Regions from separate parts of the Hordeum vulgare genome. Here region 1 is linked to region 2. Evidence: chromatin contacts called from public Hi-C data. All regions are on one chromosome and are shown on one strand. The core of a region is the stretch at or near the end of the contact, and the rest is flanking DNA. Distances in the headings are between cores, read along the strand shown.

Region 1 (6,369 bases), core at 3,162-5,661, 430 kb after region 2:
AAGAGCTTATATTTTTAACACGGTCCACGTATGATGCCGGAGATGTGTTTTTTCTTCTCCATACACACATGTCAGCCTCCATGGGTCTTTACGAGGATCAAGAACGGTGCAATCTATGTGATAAACCGAGTACCCCACAATATCGATTTTTATTGGATTGTTCCAAAATATTCTTATTCCCCCTTCTACCTTGATTGTCTATTGTGAAACAATTATCATAGTTTAAAGTACCAGCAAGTGCTTCTACCCTACTTCTCTCGATTTGAGTTTCAACGATACAGAGAATAGGAGCTAGATCGCGAAGCTCGTTGATTACCGTAGCATTGCCCACGCCACGACAGTCCCAACAGATGGTACTCATTTCACCCAACAACCCTCCTTGTTGGAGGACGCCGATTTTGGGTCTTGGTTCTTGCTTGATGTAGCACTCTTTGGCACCTTGTCTGAAACCGATCCAGTCTTCGTGCGCTTCAGATCCTGCTGCGAGCTCGGAGCTCGCAGGTGGAGTGGGCGCAGTTAACATAAGTTGGGTCTTCCATGATGTGGTGGTCACTCGTGCAGGTGCCACGTGCGCGTGAGGGTGTGCCGCTTGAGGATTTGTAGTGTTCTTCCCTACGGGCGTTTGCGATTGCCTTCAATATCGATCATCGTCGTGTCCCCAACATCCGTTGATTCAGAGTACTCCCCTAGTGATGCATCTCCTCTACCCATCCCTGTCTGTACGACACCTCTACCCACGGCTTCCCCTTACGCCGAAGTGGTTTTGGCCAGGTCTAGGTCCAGCGCCTCTGAACCACTCAGTGTGTAGCTCCTTGAACACAAGTGCTGATTCGATGTGGATGCCATCCCCGCGTTCTTTGTACTGGGGCCCAGATGGCCGCAGACCGCACACCAATCCGGGAGCCTCTCGTACTTCACCTTGAATATGTGACGCTGCCCTTCTTGTATCAGACTGACCGCGTTCTTTAGAGGTTTGAACACATTTATGTGAACCCTTACTCTGAAAAATTCCCTTCAAAGTCTTGCGATTTGGGTTGTGCATATATGAACTCCCCAACTTTCCTTGCCAGGGATTTGAGTAGAGGATAGAAACCATGCGGGAGACCATGCACCTGCATCTAGAGCTCTAATGTATCAAGTTTGATCAAAGATGGTTTTGTGAAACCGTCATACTCAGCCAAGATCATCGCGTTTCCCTTGTAGTTCCAGGGCCCATCTTCCATTAAGCGCTCCTAGTCACCCAGGCATGCGAATTGCAGAGTGTAAAGGTTCTCCTCGAGCGGGTGGATCTGTACTATGTGGGCTAGATCCCATGTTGCTCGCATGGTCTTTAAAAAACCAAACTGGTCGTACTTCTTCTTTGTATGGACTCGCGTTATGGCCATCCAACGAGTCGGAGTCGGAGGCAGTGGTTCCTCTTTCTCCACCACCACATCGTCCATGTCCTCCTCCCAAAGGCCCAGCTCGCTCATTAAAGCCTCAAAGTCCAACAGAACTCTCGAACTTGAAGCTTTTGTAGTCATATTTGTTCCCTCACCCGAGATGAGATTCAATGGGTGCCGAACAAAACTCTAGCAAACCCCAAACAACCGGACCAAAGAGCCAAGACCGGACATCGCTACTAAAAGCGCCCCTTGATCGGTCCGAACACCGGTGGTCGGTGTCGATGGAGTGAAGGTAGACGAAACCCTACGGTGACGAGCAAGTCGCCGCCGAGGGGAGAGAAACCCTAACATGAGGGTAATGGTTAGGTGGTATCTCCCTTTTTTTTGATGATTACGTTTTTACCTGCTAGCAAGTTCAAGGATGATTGAGGTAATAATCTTTTAAATGGCCTAAACGACCTCTTAGGCCATATTCTTTTTTTAGGGTCTCTTAGGCCATATTCAAAAGGATAAAAAGATGTTATATCGCTGTGAGAGCATCTCCAGCCACGCCCCCAACAGCCCCCCCCCCGACCATTTTTTTTGTCGGCGGGAAAAAACAGCCCAGTGGCGTCCGAGGAGCCCTTTTTCGCTGGCTCGGGCCGAAATTGGCCTCGGCGGTCCTAGGCCGAACCCAATGCACCGGGGGTCACCTGGGGGCGCCGGCGAAAACTTTTTTGGCGCGAAAAAACTATGGGTCCGCCGAGTCAGCAAATGGGGGCGCGATCGTCGTCCTCATCGCCTTGTTTCCCGCGGGAATCAATGGGAAGGCTGCGCCGCCGGTCAGCCTTCCATTGATTCACAACCAGCGAAGTGAAGGCATGGCGACGCGCGTCCCGGTGATGCACATCCCGTTAGTTCCTGCCACACATTCATACGGCGCCGCTCCGCGTGCTCGCTCGCCCGCGGCTATATAAGGTGCCCCCTCCCTACCGGTGGCCACACACCTCTCTCATCGACGCTCTCTCCTCTCCTTCTTCATCACCGGCATCTTCTCTCCCTCCTTCTCCCCTGAAAAGATGGCCGAACGCTTCCCCGGTGATGGAGCGGCAGCCAATGGCTTCGGCCACCGTCACCTCCGCGAGGATGAGGCCCGCCTTCTCTACGAGGCGGATTACTCGGAGCCGCCGGACATGCCGGTGCCGGGGGCATGGAGGATGAGCGTCGATAGAGTCTTCGTGCCACCGCCACCCACTGGAGCTGACCGGCGGGCGGAGATCGCATGCATCCGGTCATCGCTGCCGGAGAGCTTGCGCAACCTGCTGAGGTACGCCCCCATCAGCAACATGTTGTGGACGGCGTACTTCGATCGCCGTTACGCCGTCCAGCTCGCCGCCACCAACGGGGTCAAACCCCGCGGCCGCCACAACTCCGAGGGGTGCCGCCAATGGTGGGGCGTCCCCGACCGCACCTTAGAGGCCGTCCTCGAGCACATCGAGGGCGGCAACTCACCGAGGTACGAGTACCCATCGCCACCCGCCTTCTCCCGCCGCCGTGGCAGCTCCTAGACGCCAAGGCGGATGGAGACGGCGCCGTCCTCGTCGTCCGGCTCCGCTCCCGCTCCTCTGGGTCATCGGTGTTCCTCCCCGTCAAGCTAGAGCCGCAGGAGACGCCGCTGGGCGGTGCACACGCAGCGCCGACATCATCATCAACGAGCCCGATGCTTCCTCCCACCTCGTCAAGCCAAAGACGGAGCCGAGACTCCTTCCCGTCAAGCAGGAGTACCTGGCGATGACCGCCGCCGCCGAGACCGCCCTCAAATGGGCGCAGGACGGCTACGTCCGAGAGGAGATGGAGCGCCAGGCGCCACGCCCTGGAGGAGATCGCCGCTGGACCCCGTGACCGCGAGGAAGGCGATGTCGTCATCCTCGATGACAACGACGAGGAGGCGTCAAGGCCTTCCAACCCCGTTCACGACGGCGACCCAGGACAGGGGTGCAACAAGGACGGCGACAGAGGGCAGGACGACGGCGATGACGGTGACTACACCAATTTCTATAAGCTTCTCGTCATGTAGAAGGCGACGGCTTCAAGCGGCAGCGGCGATGTAGTTTAGTTAATTATATTTAGGTAAACGCTTCCACCCGCCGCGCCGGCCGAATCGTTCGGCCGGTCGCACGCGGGCCGCGCGCCTCGCTTGCAGATGCTTGCAACATTTTTTCGTCAAATTTGCTGCAACCGTTGTTTTTCTGATACAAACGTTTTCCATGCAGCTTTTTTTCTCGTGTAAATTTGTTGCAACCAACGCCATATTTGCTGCATATTCTGGTTGCAACTCCAGTTCGTCGGATTTTTCGTTACAATCGATGTTTTTTACTTTTGCTACAACCGTGTTAATTTTTGCTACAAACGACATCATTTTTTGCTGCAACCGTTCACTAAAAAAGTTGAATACACGTTCACGTAGATATTTGTTACAACCGACGTTTGACTTTTGCTACCACGCACCATCAGCTTCGTTTTTTTACTACGATCACGTAGATATTTTTTTGCTATAATTTTTGTTTTTTGTTGCAACCGTTGAAAAAATTGTTGCATTGCGTCGAATTTTTGCTGCATCGGGAAGGAAAATGTTGTATGAAGATCCAACGGTGCGGATGCGCGGGGGTTGGTGGATCGTGCGGCCCGCGCGCGGCCGGCCGAAAGTTTCGACCGGCGCCGGCGCAGAGCACTGCCCTTATATTTAATTATGTTTTTGTTTCACTTTTGTACAAATTTTAATGCAAACTATGAATTTCATTCGAATTTGATCAAATTTGATTCGGTTATGATCAAATTTGGACCGACTTTATTTTTTTCAAAAAACATTTTGGACGATCTTTGGATGAGTGCTTGAAAACCTGAGCCCCATGCAATTTTTTCATCGGCCCACCCGTAGACGACGCTATTTCACGTCGGGGACCTAACTGCTGGAGATGCTCTTACAGTATGGAGATGCTCTTACAGTATGACATAAGGTGGTTTGGCCTAGCGTGTGTGCGTGCAACTGCAAAGACAAAATTGCTGGAAGGAAAACCAGAGCCAGATCAGCACTTCTCTTCTTTATTTCCACGTTTCTTCTTTTGTCGCCCCTCCACGCCTCCCCTCCTTGCATCCACCGCCCCGAGATCTCCCTTGTCTGATTGCCTCCCCCTCTCCGGCAATGGCCTCCCCCGGACCAGTCCCCGCCGGCGAGCTCCTCCGCATCGACCCCATCGAGCTCCGCTTCCCCTGTACGCCCCCCCCCCCCCCCCCCCGCAAATCCCCCTCTGCGAAGAAGATCTCCTTTTTTGCTCTCTTCTTCCACCGCCGTGGATCGATTGGTCTGTGATTCTCGTCTGTTGTTTTTCTTGAGCAGTTGAGTTGAAGAAGCAGATCTCGTGCTCGATGCAGCTGTCGAATCTCAGCGACGACTACATCGCCTTCAAGGTCCGTTAGTCCTTTCCTGAAATCTCTGGCTGATCTTTTTGTTCCGTACGGATCGTCCTGGAACCCTAGAACAGGAGCAGTTCCATGGATGCTTTGATGCGTTGTACGTTTCGGTGTGGCATATCATCTATCTGCATGTCACAGCTGTTATTCGCGATTTTCTGTTTCCGTGAATCATGTCTTTGGATTTGACCTGATCAGTGATCTGGAAAATTGTCTCTGTGATATGATGCCTAAGAACCAAATATTGTGTTCACTAGTTGTATAGATTAAAGAGTTTAGAGCTATTTCTCTCTCAGAACATAATTGCCTGTCATTCTTATGATTTCGTTGTTCAAGTCTGTATGTTGTTTGATGTCCATACCTTGAATTTGATGGCATGCACCTTGGAGTTGGTGGTTATGTTGTTGGCATACGGTGCCAACTACTAATCCCTCCGTCCTAAAATAACTGTCTCAACTTTGTACTAGCTCTAGTACAAAGTTGTACAAAGCTTAAGACACTTATTTTGGAACGGAGGGAGCACATCCTAATCATCATTTGTATGGGTTGTTTAATTGTTGTCAAAATACAGCCATCGGTGTGTTTCGTGGTATAGGTTTAGGACAGTGCTACGGCGCGACACACTGTGCACCAAACACATCACCATGGCATCATCCTGACTTAAATCATGACACGCTGTGTACGGCAGCCGAGTGATTGCACAGTTCGGAACCGGGCGCGCTATGAGGCACGCATGCGGACGTTCGCGCACAACCGATTCCATAGGCTTATAATTCTTGATTACTTTTGTGTACCTAGGTTATTTCATTGTTTTTTCTCGCCATTCGATGGCTAGAGGTGAAACCTTCCAGTGTATAACTGCGTAATGGCACTGAAATCATTGGAACGGTTTGCAGTGGAATCGCTTCAATCTAAGCTTGCAAGAAATCATGAACTCAAAGAGCTTTATATTTACTGTTCTTTTCATTGTCTCAGGTGAAAACTACAAGCCCAAAGAAATACTCTGTGCGGCCCAACACAGGGGTTGTCTTGCCGCGATCTACATGCGATGTTGTTGGTTTGTGATTTGTAGATTTGCTCCCCCAGTGTTCTTGATGTATTCAAGTTATCTTCTTTTTTGGTTATACTTGTTCATATGTATTATTGCAGTGACAATGCAAGCACAGCGAGAAGTCCCACCTGACATGCAGTGCAAAGATAAGTTCCTAGTCCAGAGCGTCGTCGCACCCTCTGGCATAAATGTGAAGGATGTTACGGGAGAGATGGTAATGTTTCCCTCTTGATTTGTTTCTTAAGGAATCAAATGTGGCATTACTTATATGAGAACCAAGGCATCAGTCGATGGATTAATAAAATCTTTGTTTCAGTTGTATCCATCTTCTCAGTTGACTGACTTTGGTGGTACACCTGTATTGATTGATTGGTCGTGTTGTTGAATGGCTTGCAGTTTATGAAGGAATCTGGAAATAAGATTGAAGAGGTGAAATTGCGAGTCACCTATGTTGCACCTCCACAGCCACCATCTCCAGTTCCT
Region 2 (5,760 bases), core at 843-3,342:
ACTATTGTGGTTACTGAGGCAGTATAATGTACCAACAAAGCAAGGAATAAACTTATGATTCAGTGGGAACTTTTCTATCTGATGTATATAGCAATCACTATCTAGAAGCATAGAACTACGGTGGCAAAAAGTAGTCCAGCAGCACTTCACAATTACATGCATACATGATTTCACTTGTGAATGGCTCAATGCTACCTATTGGGGGTTGTTAAGAATGGGTGTAAAATAGCTAAGCACCTGTGGCAACATAAATTTTACAACCAAGCATAAGCACCTGGCACATAGAGTTGACAAATAGTAATGATGATCTCCACAAAGCACAAACGTCATGCAAATATGGTGGACACCCATGGGTAAGCAAATCCCAAAGAATGTAGTCCTTCAAAAAGCAGATGGACCATTCCACATACAGATAAATATGAAGTAAAAGTCAAACAACGTAATAGCAAGCTCCTATAAATTGTCAAAAATCACAAAGATGTTGAACAAAAGATTGCCAGTTAAAACAGAAGAATTTGAGACAACATCATACTCCTTCCGTTCCTAAATATAAGTCTTTTTAGATGTTTCACTAAAAGATAATATACGGATGTATATAGACATATTTTAAAGTGTAGATTCATTCATTTTGCTTTGTATGTAGTCTCCTAGTGAAATCTCTAAAAAGACTTATATTTAGGAACGGAGGGAGTAGTAATCAAATATTCTCAATTGAACTATACAAGAACACAGTCTGAGTAGTACAACTTCATTGTGAGTGCAAATGCAAAAAACAAAAGGAGCAACCAGACAGACATCATAATGAGGCCTCTACATCAAAACTAAGAAAATGATAACATAGCCCTACTAATACAACAGAATATTAGGTTAAATCCACACAAAATTAGGGCAAATGCTTGTCATGTTCCACTGTAATCATAGCCCTACTAATACGACAGAAAATGCTCAGGAAAAAAAATGAAGATGAACTGACAGTGCAATGTTCATGCTCAGATTCAAAATACAAATGCATAATATCCCAGTAAGCGTAAATTACAGAGTTATACACTGCAGGCTTGGAAGAGAGTGGAAATAAGCAGAAGACATGTTCATATCACAAGAAGAATTACCAGACAAGAACACACGGTTAAGAGAGCCAGATCAAAGGATACAAATTCAGGGCCAGACAAGCAAACGCATAAAATATGACATTACAATGCCATTTCCTGCTTGGGGGGGGGGGGGGGGGGGGGGGTAGCAAACATAGACAATTTATAATAAATCAGTCTAGGAACGGTAAATTCACCTGCAGTATGGTCAGAGTTGACAAATTCAGCATAACCAAAGGTATAAAGCATGATTCAGCAAGAATTAGCACTACTTCAACAATAGTAGGGCAGGACTCGAATGTAGTGTTTCGAGTCCCACTTCAAACATTAACATGAAACGAAAAAATCTGAACGAAAACATTGCCGCGTTCCATAGGGCAGGACTCAAATGTAGTGTTTTTTTTGTTTGGAGTCCAACTGTGTGTGTTTATATCGGCAACCACTTCACTGAAATGCAGGTCGTGTCTGAGCGCATGGTGCATACAACGCATGAAATCTAATGAAATAACAGGTTAAAATGGGAGAATGTAACACATACTCCTTGGATCTTCTTCCCGGTAACCGGGCATTTTGGCCCACTCGCCCGCTTTTTGGTGTACTGGTACACAAGCCTCCCACCTAATAATCAGTAATACATCAAGAAAACTCTTTGAGTTGAGATCCTGGAAGAAGACCCCCAAAATTTTACTCAATATAAACTGTCAAGGGAGCGGTAAACACGGATGCGAAATTCAAGCGTAAATCCATCTAAATTCAAGACATACACGAGTGGCATCAATACTATCCAGACAGTTGCAAGACTAAAAACACATGAGCGAGCAAAAGCAGGCGCCTCTGATCTCCCTCACCTGGGGTCTTGACGACGCGAGTCTGGTTCGACTTGGTGGCGTAGCTGTGGCGCTTTCGGTATGTCAGCCGCTGCACCATCTCGCCGCCCTCTCCCGGAGTTCTCTCACCGCTCGCTCTTTCGCTCCCGCTGTCTGTAACGAGGCGGCGCCGAAGGGAAGCGAGGGTAGGGGAGAAAGAAGAGCTTTTATAGGGCTGTTCGTGGTCTGGGTGACCTAGATCCAATGGTGGAGGATGCTTTATCAAGTGAGCGGACGGCTCTCTGTTTGTTTTTCATGATTATTAATCCAGTCCGCTTTTATATTGAAAATACCCAACTGAACCTCGGTCTGCTCTGGATGCACCCACGCTGAAAAATATTTATAAAATACTCACCACTTATACTCACCGTTTTAGTCCCTAGAAGCGACTATAAACTGCTCACTGAACCACCTCTCTACTGCCTACTTTATATTTTCACTAGCAAAAAAAATCCATGCGTTGTAACGGAAGAAAAAATAACACACGCTCTGAACGTAATATATTTTCACATGGTATCACATTTGTGTTACCGACGATGGCTTCAGTGCTCACACAACGAAAACGCGTTTGAATGTACAGTCACTCGGAATAAGATGAGAAATATGTTGTTTCTCTCCACGAGATTTTCCAAAGATGTGCATGTGTAGTTACCAATGTTTTCTTTCCTCTCAATTTGGTTTTAATTTAATGGATGTTTATTGCAATTCGTATGGTCGTCGAAAAGAGAGAGAAAAAAGGACCGTGCACTACATATTAAGTTTGCACCAAAAATAATATTTAAGAAGTATTCAAGGGCTAAAAATAACATCCTATTTAGATTCTACACGTTTTTTCAATCAAAATTCGTATATAACATGTTAAAATCGGAGTTAAGGTTTAAAATATATGGATAATTTTGTTTTAGATAAAATATGGATAGATTAACTCAAAAGTAAGGGGTTTTTTTGTTGAAACGAAAAAAATGTTTCGGATGACTTAAATAGGGAGGGCGGGTTGATTACCTGAAACATGAGGGAGTTTTCTGAAAAATGCAAAAAAAAAAGGGTTCGGCTGTAACTAAAAGATGGACTGTGGGTTGATTATCTAAAACTGTGAGGACGTTTCTGCAAAATACCAAAATGACAAAAAACGGTTCGCTGTGACTTAAAATTGGATTGTGGTTAATTACCTAAAACTGCGAGGACTTTTCTGCAAAATGACCGACGACAGACGACAGAAACGCTGCGCGCTTTATTATTAGGGGAGAAGTATAGAACTCTCCTTTACTGCTAAATTGTTTTTCCCAACTTTCATTGAAAATACGAACTACGATTGCAACCAACTTTCTGTAATTTAGCATGAAGCTCAAGATAATTGTTGTGAGGTCAACATCAATATCAACTCAATCAAAACGAAACAAATCTTTTTCAAAGCAAGTGAGAGCACCGGCGAGCTTGTATTGTTTCTACCGAATAATTCAAAATGTTTATAAATGAAAAATACCAAAAGATTAACAATGAACTTGGCTAAAATCCTAACTCGTGTTGCAATTGATGAACAAGCTAGGATTCCTAGGACACAGGTAATTGGTTGAGCAATCATACATAACGAATAAAGGAATTACAAGGTTTGTTCTATTTATCTTTGAGTAATATATCAATGAAGATGGACAGGATGGTTGAATTTTAATGAAAGGAACCTAACGTCTTCGACGGAGAACATTTATTCTAGCAGCAAGGAAAAAAAGGAGTCCACACAATGTCATTAAATTGAAATCAACAATTATGAGTTGTTTAAACCAGTGTAATTTTTATATACAAAACTGAGCCACGAACATAACAAATGGAAGAAATAGTTGGTTTCACCTTGGATGTTTGAACACATTAAAATAGTTCGTCTCCTTCGTGTGAGGACTCTATTTGTAAGGAGATTGTTTTTTTGTGGGGGATAAGGAGACTGTTGATTTCACCGAGAAAAGTGATTGCCCGAAGATCCAGTGGTAATATGATTGTTTCTTGTTTTTTTGCTATGTTTCCAAGATATTCAGAAAATGATAAATGCATCGGAGGAGTAGATAGAGCTGGCTCGAGCTTCATCAGTTGCAGTCTTGTAAGGAAAAAGGTGTAATCCCACTTACAATCTTGTTTAGAAAACCCGCAAGCCACTCTCAAATAACTATTCAGTGAAACATAAAATGACAATCATCCTGAGTGGCATGAGTGCAAGAAGCATCAGAGGTGTAGCGGTTACACCATGAAACAATAAACTAACGCACCCCATGGGGTGTAGCGACAACATGCAATCGAATACCAACCACACTACGTAAGGCTCTTCCCTAGATGGTTTACATGAGATAAATTCTGATGGGATATATTACATGATACATCCATTTTACATCATGCTTTTATATCGATATTTATCACATTATGGGCTGATAATACACATTATGGTACAATACATATGTCTTTTCTCTCTTATTTTACAAAGATTACATGAAGAGGGAGAATGTCGGCAGCCGGAATTCCGGACTGGAAAAGGAGCGAATCTTAGAGACATATTCTGCACAACTCCAAAAGTCCTGAAAGGTTAGGGATAATTGTTTTCGGATATATAAAAAATATTGGGCGAAAGAAATACCAGAGAGGACCCACCAAGAGGTCATAAGCCTGTTGGGTGCGGCCTACCCCTTGGTCGCGCCCCTCTGGCTTGCGGGCCCCCTGGCAGGCCTCCGATGCCCATCTTTTGCTATATGAAGGGTTTTGACCTGGAAAAATCATATCAGAACTTTTCGGGCGAAACGCCGCCGTCTCGAGGCGGAACTTTGTTAGAACCAATCTAGAGCTCCGACAGAGCTATTCTGCCGGGGAAACTTCCCTCCCGGAGGGGGAAATCAAAGCCATCGTCATCACCAATGATCCTCTCATCGAGAGGGGGTCAATATCCAACAACATCTTCACCAACACCATCTCCTCTCCAAACCCTAGTTCATCTCTTGTATCCGATCTTTGTCTCAAAACCTCAGATTGGTATCTGTGGGTTGCTAGTAGTGTTGATCACTCCTTGTAGTTGATGCTAGTTGGTTTACTTGGTAGAATATCATATGTTCAGATAATTAATGATTATTAATACTCCTCTAATTATGAACATGAATATGTTTTGTGCCTAATTATGTTTGTTCCTGAGGACATGGGATAAGTCTTGATATGAGTAATCATGTGAATTTGGTATTCGTTCGACATTTTGATGAGATGTATGTTGTCTCTCCTCTGGTGGTGTCATGTGAACGTCAACTACATGACACTTCACCATTATTTGGGCCTACGTCGACTACACGACACTTCACCATATGAGCATGATGAAAACTAGATTGACAGAAATTCCCATGTCACCTCGTGAGCGCTTTGCTTTATATAAGATTTTGTCCAGACTTTTCCTTTGATACAAAAAGGATTGAGCCACCTTGCTGCACCTTTATTACAATTGTTACTTGCTACCCATTACGAATTACCGACAATTTCAGTGCTTGCAGAGAATACCTTACTGAAAACCGCTTGTCATTTCCTTCTTCTCCTCGTTGGGTTCGACACTCTTACTTATCGAAAGGACTGCGATAGATCCCCTATACTTGTGGGTCATCAAGACTCTTTTCTGGAGCCGTTGTCGACGAGTGAAGCGCCTTTGGTGAGTGGAACTTGGTAAGGAAAAATTTATATATTTTGTTAAAATTTACTGTCACTTATCACTTTGGAAAATAATCCTTTGAGGGGCTTGTTCAGGGTATCTTCACCCCGACCGGAAGCACAAAGAGATGCTCCTCAACCTGCTA

What was found. A called contact is a pair of places that touch in the nucleus more often than the background predicts.
Region 1: a Hi-C map of leaf shows a contact between it and region 2, with 3 times the contacts expected there. The contact joins the promoter of LOC123407531 here to the promoter of LOC123407823 in region 2. A contact is called at or near these places in 1 of 6 Hi-C or Micro-C datasets (leaf) and 1 of 1 datasets of contacts at active chromatin or transcription factors (embryo).

What each region holds. Positions count from the first base shown.
Region 1 is chr7H:378,495,599-378,501,967 of MorexV3_pseudomolecules_assembly, forward strand. It overlaps LOC123407531 (vesicle-associated protein 1-2-like), which reads left to right and starts at 4,412. Exons shown (of 8, transcript XM_045100691.1): 1 at 4,412-4,636; 2 at 4,762-4,832; 3 at 5,811-5,892; 4 at 5,985-6,100; 5 at 6,283-6,369. The coding sequence starts at 4,567.
Region 2 is chr7H:378,071,516-378,077,275 of MorexV3_pseudomolecules_assembly, forward strand. LOC123407823 (60S ribosomal protein L34-like) reads right to left here and starts at 2,093. Exons shown (of 4, transcript XM_045101050.1): 1 at 1,937-2,093; 2 at 1,627-1,706. The coding sequence starts at 2,015.